2 separate regions of the Sus scrofa genome follow, and region 2 is linked to region 1. Evidence: chromatin contacts called from public Hi-C data. All regions are on one chromosome and are shown on one strand. The core of a region is the stretch at or near the end of the contact, and the rest is flanking DNA. Distances in the headings are between cores, read along the strand shown.

Evidence for each region. Hi-C and Micro-C count contacts between places; a contact is called where the count stands out from the background.
Region 2: a contact with region 1 is called in a Hi-C map of subcutaneous adipose tissue, with 2.2 times the contacts expected there. The contact joins the enhancer-like site here to the promoter of LDLRAD3 in region 1. A contact is called at or near these places in 1 of 5 promoter capture datasets (liver), 2 of 47 Hi-C or Micro-C datasets (embryonic fibroblasts and subcutaneous adipose tissue) and 1 of 2 datasets of contacts at active chromatin or transcription factors (alveolar macrophages).

Annotation. Positions count from the first base shown.
Region 1 is chr2:25,152,147-25,157,218 of Sscrofa11.1, forward strand. LDLRAD3 (low-density lipoprotein receptor class A domain-containing protein 3) reads right to left here and starts at 3,168. Exons shown (of 6, transcript XM_021083187.1): 1 at 3,144-3,168. It overlaps LOC106509375 (a long non-coding RNA gene), which reads right to left. Exons shown (of 3, transcript XR_002341512.1): 3 at 3,369-4,017.
Region 2 is chr2:25,253,850-25,258,921 of Sscrofa11.1, forward strand. The region is part of intron 2 of LOC102157601 (a long non-coding RNA gene); the gene reads right to left. Among named protein-coding and RNA genes, the nearest start is that of LDLRAD3, 100 kb to the left of the region's middle. Within about 2 kb of position 2,037, at least 9 of the 83 cell types and tissues checked have an H3K27ac peak or open chromatin away from gene starts, as enhancers often do. A contact at or near this core is called in alveolar macrophages and subcutaneous adipose tissue, where this site is marked.

The DNA of each region.
Region 1 (5,072 bases), core at 1,918-4,417:
TAAAGCCCAGTCCAGACAGACAAAAGGTAATTTACAAGTTCCTGACCAGAGACTTTGAGAAATTAAAAGGATTCTGATCTGCAAAATCTCACCCATATCCAACATGTCTCGTGACCACTTTTCTTTTCTCCCAGTTTCCTTACACCACACAGTCGAGCACCCTCTTCCTGAAATTTCCTGGAACTCCTCGTTATGATCATTTGTTCAGAACACAGTCACTCCCTTCCCCCTATTGTGGGGAAGGAGACTTCCCGCCCGCTGATGTTGGCCTGGGCCACATGACTTGCTTTGGCCAGTAGGATACTAACAGGTATAACAGGTGCACAGGCCTTAAATTTGCCTGTGGGTTTTGGCATGATGACCTCGTTTCTCTGGTGATCTCACATGAGAACACACCCTGGGCTATTTTCTCCTCATTCCATACAGGCCCCAGGTCAAGCACAGGTGGGGCAGACCTGAACCCCTTCACAGCCCGGAACTAAGCCACAACCTAAAGCAGAACCACCCAGCTGAGCCCTGCCACCACCAGGGCTACTTGTAGCCACTACCAGATCCAGGTGCATTATTAGCCACTGGGTATTGGGTGGTCTGTCCCTGGTCAGCGTGTCTCTTTGTGCTTTTTTTCCCCTCTCATTCCTACTAATTCTAATTCACAAAAGCCCCAAAGAAAGGCAGCCCCCCTTCAGAGGAGAAGGGAAAGAAATACAGTTGAGCGAAATGAGACTCTTCATTAAAACACAGAGGGAAGAAAAAAGGCTGAAACTATTCATGTGTTGATAATTTTTGAATTGTCATGTCCATGATAATAACTACCATTTATTCGTTCTGTGACAGGCAGAACGTTAAACAGAACGTTAAAACAGTTATAAACCTGAACACATTTAATCCACACAGTATCCCAAAAAGTCCGAATAACTATCAACATTTGATGGAAAGAAAATTGATGCTTAGAGAGGTTATGTATCTTGTTAGAAGGTGCCAGACCTGGGATTAAAACTCAGGTTTAAGCAAATCCCAATAATTACTGAGCAACCTAGGAAGTGAACCAGTCTTAAAATGAAATACCATTCTTTAATGTAACAAATTGGCAAAGATTAGAAACACTCTAATACTGACTATTGGCAGGAGAAGGCATCTCACAAAATACAGGTGAAAATGTAAATTGGTGCTAACACTCTGGAAAGCAACCTGGCAATATTTATCAAGAACATGAGCATTTGCATACCCTTTGAACTGGTAATCCCACTTCTCTGATTATATTCTAAACAACTAATCGGCGATGAAGCCAAAGACTCATGTACAAGATGGTTCTTCAAGGCGTTGCTTATCACAGTGAAACACTGGAATCAACTGAAATGTGAAATGGTTGCGGCGTGGTTAAATAGTTGGTATTGCTACAGGATGGAACCATATGCAGCCATTAAATATCATATTTTCATGATGTGGGAATAAGTTTGTGCTACGGTCTGAAGGTTTGTGTCACTTCAAAATTCAAAAGTTGAAATCCTAATCCCCCAAGGTGAAGGTATTAGGAGGTGAGGGTCTTTGGGAGGTGATTAGGTCATGAGGGTGGAGCTCTCATGGATGGGATTAGTGCCTTTATAAAGAGGCCCCAAGAGAGCTCCCTTGCACCTTCCCGTATGTGAAGGCACGACAAAAAGATGCCATCTGTGAATCAGGAACTGTGTTCTTAGCAGACCGTCAGTCTGCAGGTATACTGACCTTGAATTTCCCAGCTTCCAGAGCTGTGAGAAAGAAATTTCTGTTATTTATAAGTCACCCTGGCTCAGGTATTTTGTTATAAGCAGCCCAAATAGGGATTAAGAGTTTGCAATGCACTCTAAACGGGAAAAAATGACATAAAATTGAATACATAATGGACACACACATATACATGTGTGTGGGTGTGTGTGTGTGTGTGTGTAAGATAATACAAAAGCGAGGAGTTCCCGTCGTGGCGCAGTGGTTAACGAATCCGACTAGGAACCATGAGGTTGCGGGTTCGGTCCCTGCCCTTGCTCAGTGGGTTAACGATCCCGCGTTGCTGTGAGCTGTGGTGTAGGTTGCAGAAACGGCTCGGATCCTGCGTTGCTGTGGCTCTGGCGTAGGCCGGTGGCTACAGCTCCGATGTGACCCCTAGTCTGGGAACCTCCATGTGCCGCGGGAGCGGCCCAAGAAATAGCAACAACAACAACAACAAAAAGACAGAAAAAAGACAAAAAAAAAAAAAAAAAGATAATACAAAAGCGAGTAATCACGCATTATTACTGCATGGTGATGATCATTTTCTGCTGGATTTTTTTTTCTATTTTCTAAAAACTTTGTATATTTCTCAAATTTCATAGAATAAGCAAATATTACTTTTGTTCCTAGGAAAACATACTTAAAATGATTATTTGGAAAAACCAGCAACTATTTTTCCTATGGAACATGAGGCTTTACCTGTTCACTGATGTATGTCCAGAGTAGCATCTGGTTCCTAGTATGTGCTCAGTAAATATTTGTTGAGTGATGGGAAGGTAAACCCTGCAGCGTATGCAAATCCAGTGTGGATGCCGAGGTTCTCTCTCAGTGCAGAAACAGCCTCCCCACAAACCTCAATCACTTTAACAGGTTCAGGTGTGGAGCCATGGAGAAGACTTCAGACAAGGACCACTTACCTCTCTCTCCATGCCGTCTGGGCTTTAGCGAAGAAGATGTGACTAGCTGGAGGTGACAAAATGTTAAGAGCAGTCAGTGAGTTAAGGATCTGGTGTTGTCATTGCTATGGCTCTAGTTACAGCTGTGGCATGGGTTCAATCCCTGGCCCAGGAACTTGTGCATGCTGTGCGTGTGGCCAATAAATAAATAAGTAAATACAATGTTAGGAGCAGGATTCATCTGGAGGCTTCTTCCCTCAGAGGTCTGGCACCTGAGTTCCCATTCATGGTGTCAACTGAAGCATCTACACACACACACACACACACACACACTGTCTCCAACCAGCGTGGGCTCCCACAATGGATTCTACATGAGCAAGAAATGAACTTTTATTACACTAAATCACTAGCACTTTGGGATTTATTTCTGTCGCAGAGTCTACCTTATCCTAGACTAACGCAATGCTTTCCAAACACAGAGCTCTGTCATATTATGAGAGATACCTTCTGGTCTCTGTCAGCCTGGAGGTCAGGCTGAGGAAAGTCCTTCTGTTCCATCACAGGCGATCTGGAAAGCTGGCCTTCTGTTCAGTGTGGCATTCGAGACACACACAACTCAGACCAAGGGTGCCAGCCCTGCCGTGCCATTTACGGGCCATACGCGTGGCCTTGGATAAGTTACAGTGTCTTTTTGAGTCTGTTTCTTATCTGCAAAATAAGAACTATGATTACAACACTGTCCCAGGCTTGCTGTGAGAATTCAATGCGATAAGGTGTCTATTATGAGGCACTCGGCAGAGCATAAGCACTTAGTCAATGTTAGTTGTTGAATCTGTTCTATTTGTATCCAGTGTCCATATTTTTTTAAGTCACCATATCTAGAGAGGATCGAGCATCTTTTGGGTGTGATTTGGGCTGAGGGACAAAAGACAAAAGAAGGGTGTTGAACTCCTAAAGCCATAGATAAGAAGTGAGGAGAAGGACCTGCTCTTTTGACGTATTAAATACCTACTTACTCATACACCTCCTGGTTCCACAGGAGAACAGAGAAGGCAGATTTCATGCCGTGTCATAATTTGGAAACAAAAACAGATACTAAAACAGGAATGGGGATAGAAAATAGAAGCAGAAAGTAGCTCCAACAAATCTTACCAAGGGAAGCTTCCTGCAGACTTTGGCTGAGTGCTCAGCTCTCCAGCAGACTGTGCCAAAGGGCCTCGAGGGGGCTGCCTAATGCAGCTCTTCCCTGCCGGGTCACACCATTCCCAGGGGAGGGCTGCAAGGTGAACTGCTGGCCAAGGTGATTTGAGTGACTTGCGGGTACCCTGCCCAGCGCTGTGTCATGCAGGCTGGGTCACCCCGGTGGTCCAAGACATGGCTGCCAGGCCCAGAGGGGAAGAGAGAAAAAGAAAAAAAAAAAAAAAGCCATGAAGAGAAGCATCCAATTTTTGTGTTCATTACCATCACTTAAATTCAGAGGAGAGAATGTCTAAAAAATTCTCTCTGGCTTGCACTTTTTAGGCCGTTTAATTTTTTATTGTTGAGCATGAACAATGAAACAGAGTGGTTTCCTGTTTCTCGGGGCCCCTGCTCCCCACTGCTGAGGAATTTGGATTTAAACTGCTGGAGAGGAGAGGAACATTTAAATTCTATAAATTAGCTTCACTAAAGATGCTTAAGCGCTTATGAAAACATTCCCGTTCTATACTCAGCTCTATAAAATCTTAAAGAAAAAAAATTCCCAAACTGCCACGGGAAGCTAAGCTGGCAGAGAACGATCCTCTCAGTGCAAACATGCCAACAGCTTTACAAATGAGGAATATGCAACCGGGATTAAGAGCCTGCAGATCATTTATCAGTGACAGAACAAAAAGATTCTTAGCCGCTGTACTCCCAACCTCGGAAACTCCCACAGGCTAAGTAGTGCTCGGAAGCAGTAGTCAGTATTAACTCATTTACACCCACATTAAGGCAGGGAACCCCACTGCACCCCATCTCGGGTACCCCAGACGAGTATTTCGGTGTAATACAAAGAGTGTGGCTTCAGGGAGACCTAGGTGTATATCCTGGTTTAGCTACTAATCAGCTAATGACCTTGGAGAGTGGACTTGATCATTCACAGGCTCGGTTTTCTTCTCTGAAAACAGAACAGTCACAACCAATTCCCTCGATAGCTCCACTACTGGACAAACAGAATAAAGAAAGCAAAACTACAGAGGCATTCCGTCGTGTGGACATTCAAATAAAAGTGTTGGGACACCCATCATGAAAAAGAGAGTGTGCCAAAGAAAGAAAGAAAATGAGAAACTCTGGTTCGTTTCCCCTGTTATCTCCTTCCCATATTTTTTTCCAACTACACCTGAGCCTTCTCTTGCTCTAGGGAGAAGAGGTCATTGCCAAAATCGGAGACTGAAGAAATTAATTTTGGCTTGT
Region 2 (5,072 bases), core at 787-3,286, 100 kb after region 1:
GGTTAGGGTTTCAACTTATGAATTTTGTGGAAAAGGACACAAACATTCAGTGCACAAACAGTGGAGTGCTCATCCTCATGTGGTCAGGTCCCCAGTTGAAAGTGGTGGGATCTGCACTTGACCTCAGGTCTGGCTTGCCTCTAGTGTCTGTACTTTTACCGCTGGGCAGGTTTCTCCAAGAGGACTTTCTTAGAACATCACATAATTTCATGTGATTATTGTAAGTCAGGAGCTGGCAGGGGTGGCAAGTAGGTGGTGGGGAGTTTTGTTAAATCTTTCTGTGCCTGTTGAGTATTCTCAACTTTCCGTTATCGGTTGGCTGGTGTTAAGGCAGGGAGAGTGAGCCAAACTTTAGTGTCTCAGATTTCCTATACCTGGTCAGGAGAGGTCAAAGCTGTCAATTGCAATGAGGTCTTGGAGGTGTCTGTGGATTTCAACTAATCACCAGAAATTCCCGTCCCCAACAAACCCAGACAAACTTTGAATTTAGCTCAGAAGATACAGAAGGTGGGAGGCCACTTGAGCCTTGTTTGAGGCTCTTGGAGTGCAGGGAGTGGTGTTACCTGGAGTGCAGAGCAGTGCTCTGGGTTTATCAATGTTACTGACTGTTTAAAAAAAAAGGTAAGATTTCCCACACTGACTATGGGCAAGCACCAGAACTAAAGTGTTATTTAAAACACAGGAGAGAGACTGACAGTCAAATGATAACTTTAAAAAGTATAAGACCCCATTGACTATAAAATACTACTCCTTGGGAGATCCATTACAAAGACGAGTTCTTTCCTAGGTCCTAAAAACAGAGTAATAATTCATTCAATTATTTAGTCATTTCATAAACATTTACTGAATGTCTCCTGTAGGCCAGGCCCTGTGCTTGGTGCTGTGAGGATATAAAGAAAGATGAAATTGACTAGGATCTTTACCACATCAAGTCACCAGGACATTAAAAGAAATAAGGCACAAAAAATAATACTCTACTGGGTAGAAATGAAGAAAGGGAGACATTCCAAACAGGGGGAGTCACCTGGGCAAAGATCTAGAGGATGGAAAACAAGTACACTTGGAAAACGAACCAGTGACTCGCAGAGCACAAGAGGAACAAATGAGAGGATACAGCAGGAAAGAAGTCCTCTCTGATGCCAGACCTCATCCTTGGAGATACAGAGATGTATGTATAAACCTGAAATAGGTTCTAGGAAGACTGGATGAGGGCTAACACCGAGAGTTAAATGTTGATAAATCAAAACCCAAAGAATGACACAACTCTGGGCAACTTGCGAATCTGTGGGCACAGATGACGAAGTCAGAAGTTCAGCTGAGAGAGAGCTTGGTATAGGCTGGAGAAGATGTAATATGTTTCAAGGGCAGAATAGGAATTTAACTTAGAGCAGAGCTTTGGAAGATGGATGGAAAGGATTTCTTTGGTGGGAGAAGAGGGTCAAGGGCATTCTGAGTAGAGGAAATGGCTAGAGTGGTGGGGAGGAAGGAAGAGGGTATGCCTGGGTTGGGTGAGTCCCTGGTTTCGCAAACACAGAAGCGTCCTGCTATAATTTCTTTCCCTGCTGGACAAGAGACAGATCCGTGTGATGAAGAGTGGCCCGGGTTTCGGAGGCAGACAGATCTGGATTGGTTCAATTCCAGCTCTGTTGATGACTCATTTTAATGCCTGTGTACTTCTCTTCGCCGCAGTTTCTACATTTGCAGAAAGGCCTTAATCAGGCTTCCGTAGCAAGGCTGTTGTGAGGGTTAGAGCCTGATGTCAGAGCATTTTGGGCACAGGTCACAGTCTGTCCCAAGTTGCCTTGCCTTCTGCTTTGCCAACCACCCCACACCCCCAGGCTTGCTTCCTCCTCAGGAACCTGGGTCACATTCAGGAACTTGCTGACCTACATTATAAAACAGCACATTACTTTGCCAGCAAAATGTTGCAAAAAATTGCAATTCAGGACATGCAATCTATGGTGAATCACGGGCATGTCCAGAGAACAAAGGGAGGAAACTCGCTTTCTTAGGGAGAACCCAGGGAACCAGAAGGGGTTTTTCTAAATGGAAGTCCAGTAGAGAAAAGCAGAAGTTCAGGGTGGCAATGGCTTCTCATCAGCTGTGCTACTGCTGAGAAAGAATACTTCCTTGGGGATAGTTCAGCAGTTGCACTACCTGTTTGGGAGTGCAAGGTGTGCTTCTTCCCGCGGGGCATGCAATTGACCTTAAGTAGTAGTGGGTGAGAGCTCCCCATTCTTGCCTCCTGACTCCATTTTAAATGAGCTCCTTGGGAGACTGACCTAAGAAAACATTCGAATGGTTGATGTCAGAAAATGTTTTGCCTATGTTCTCTTGTAGGAGTTTGATGGTATCTTGTCTTACATTTCAGTTTTTAAGCCATTTTGAGTTTATTTTTGTGTGTGGTGTGAAGGTGTGCTCCAGTTTCATTGATTTACATATGGCTGTCCAGTTTTCCCAGCACCGCTTGCTGAAGACTGTCTTTTTTTCTATTTTCTATTCTTGCCTCCTTTGTCAAGATTAATTGACCATAGGTGTCTGGATTTATTTCTGGGTTCTCTATTCTGTTCCATTGGTCGGTATGTCTGTTTTGGTACCAGTACCTCATTGTCTTGATGACTGTGGCTTTGTAATATTGCCTGAAGTCTGGGAGAGTGATGCCTCCTGTTTGGTTTTTGTTCCACAGGATTGCTTTGGCAATTCTGGGTCTTTTATTGTTCCAAATAAATTTTTGGATTGTTTGTTCTAGTTCTGTGAAAAATGTCATGGGTAATTTGATGGGGATTGTGTAGAAACTGTAGATTGCTTTGGGTAGTATGGGCATTTTCACGATATTAATTCTTCCAACCCAGGAGCATGGAATATCTTTCCATTTCTTTGAATCCTCTTTAATTTCCTTGATTAATGTTTTACAGTTCTCAGCATATAAGTCTTTCACCTCCTTGGTCAGGTTTATTCCTAGGTATTTAATTTTTTTTGGTTGTGATTTTAGAAGGTATTGTATTTTCATATTCCTTTTCTAATATTTCCTTGTTAGTATAGAGAAATACAACCGATTTCTGAATGTTAACCCTGTATCCTGCTACTTTGCTGAATTCATTGATCAGTTTGAGTAGTTTTTGTGTGGAGTCCTTAGGGTGTTCTATATAGTGTCATGCCATCTGCATACAGTGACAATTTTAACTCTTCTCTTCCAATTTGGATGCCTTTTATTTCTTCTGTTTGTCTGATTGCTGTGGCTAGGATTTCAATACTATGTTGAATAAAAGTGGTGAGAATGGGCATCCTTGTCTTCTTCCAGATGTTAGTGGGAAGGCTTTCAGCTTTTCTCCATTGAGTATTAAATTTGCTGTGGGTTTGTCATAAATGGCTTTTATTATGTTAAGGTATATTCCCACTATACCCAATGTGGTAAGAGTTTTTATCATGAATGGATGTTGGATTTTATCAAATGCTTTTTCTGCATCTATGGAGATGATCATGTGGTTTTTGACTTTTCTTTTGTTAGTGTGGTGTATGACGTGCTTTTGCACAGCAAAGGAAGCCATTAAAAAAAAAAAAAAAAAAAACCAAAAAGACAACCTACGGAATGGGAGAAAGTAGTTTCAAACAATGCAACTGACAAGGGCTTAATCTCTAAAATATACAACTTATACAACTCAACAGTAAAAAAACCCAACAACCCAATTGAAAAATGGGCAAAAGACCTGAATAGGCATTTTCCCAAAGAAGATATGCAGATGGCCAACAGGCACATGACAAAATGCTCAACATCACTAATTATTATAGAAATGCAAATCAAAACTACTATTAGGGGAATTCCCATTGTGGCACAGTGGAAACAAATCTGACTAGGAACCATGAGGTTGCGGGTTCGATCCCTGGCCTCGCTCAGCAGGTTAAGGAGGTACCTCAGAAAACTAAATATAGAACTACCATGATCCAGCAATCCTACTCTTGGGCATATATCCAGACAAAACTTTCCTTGAAGAAGACACATGCATCCTAGGGATGCAGCACTATTCACAATAGCCAAGACATAGAAACAACCTAAATGTCCATCAACAAATGAATGGATTAAAAAGATGTAGTACCTATATACAATGGAATACCACTCAGCCATTAAAAAGAACAAAATAATGCCATTTGCAGCAACATAGATGGAACTAGAGATTTTCATACTAAGTGAAGTCAGAAAGAGAAAGAAAAATACCGTATGATAGCACTTATATCTGGCATCTAATATATGGCACAAATGAACCCTTCCACAGAAAAGAAACTCATGGACTTGGAGAACAGACTTGTGGTTGCCAAGAGGGAGGGGAAGGGAGTGGGATGGATGGTGGTTTGGGGTTAGTAGATTCAAAGTACTGCATTTGGAGTAGATGAGCAATGAGATCCTGCTGTATAGCACAGGGAACTATGTCTGGTTACTTGTGATGGAACATGATGGAGGATAATATGAGAAAAAGAATATATATATATATTCACATATATATCTATATCACTGGGTCACTTCGCTGTACAGCAGAAGTTGACAGAACACTGTAAATCAACTATAGTGGAAAAAATAAAACTCTTTAAAAAAATGAGTTCTTATGTATTAATTTTCACACACCACTTAGGGAAAGAAAAGAATTGGGGCCTTGGGGCTTTCTCATGGCTTTCTCCTAGATGTGAGGAAATCTTCCAGAAGTCCCAGATCTGGTGTTCATCCTGAACCATTGACTGCTGACTGATGGAGGGTCCCTTAGAGCAATCAGGCTCACTGATGGAGCTGGGAGACAGGGCATATTCCCAGGGCCCAGGGGGACAGGGAGGCTACAGCAGCGCCCTGGTTAGACAGACTACCTGAAGACCCATTTCAGAGACACTACAAAATGCTCCACACAGAGTAGATTCCCACAGATGACTAGGCTCAAGGTGTTTTTCCTTAATTGCGTCTGGGGTCACTGAACTTCTAATAAAAGGGAGGGGAGACAGTGAGGAGGGATTTTGACAAAACCGGCGCAGCTCATAGTGGTTAACATCAAAATCGTAATATTGACTATAAAGTTCCTTTAAATCTGTAT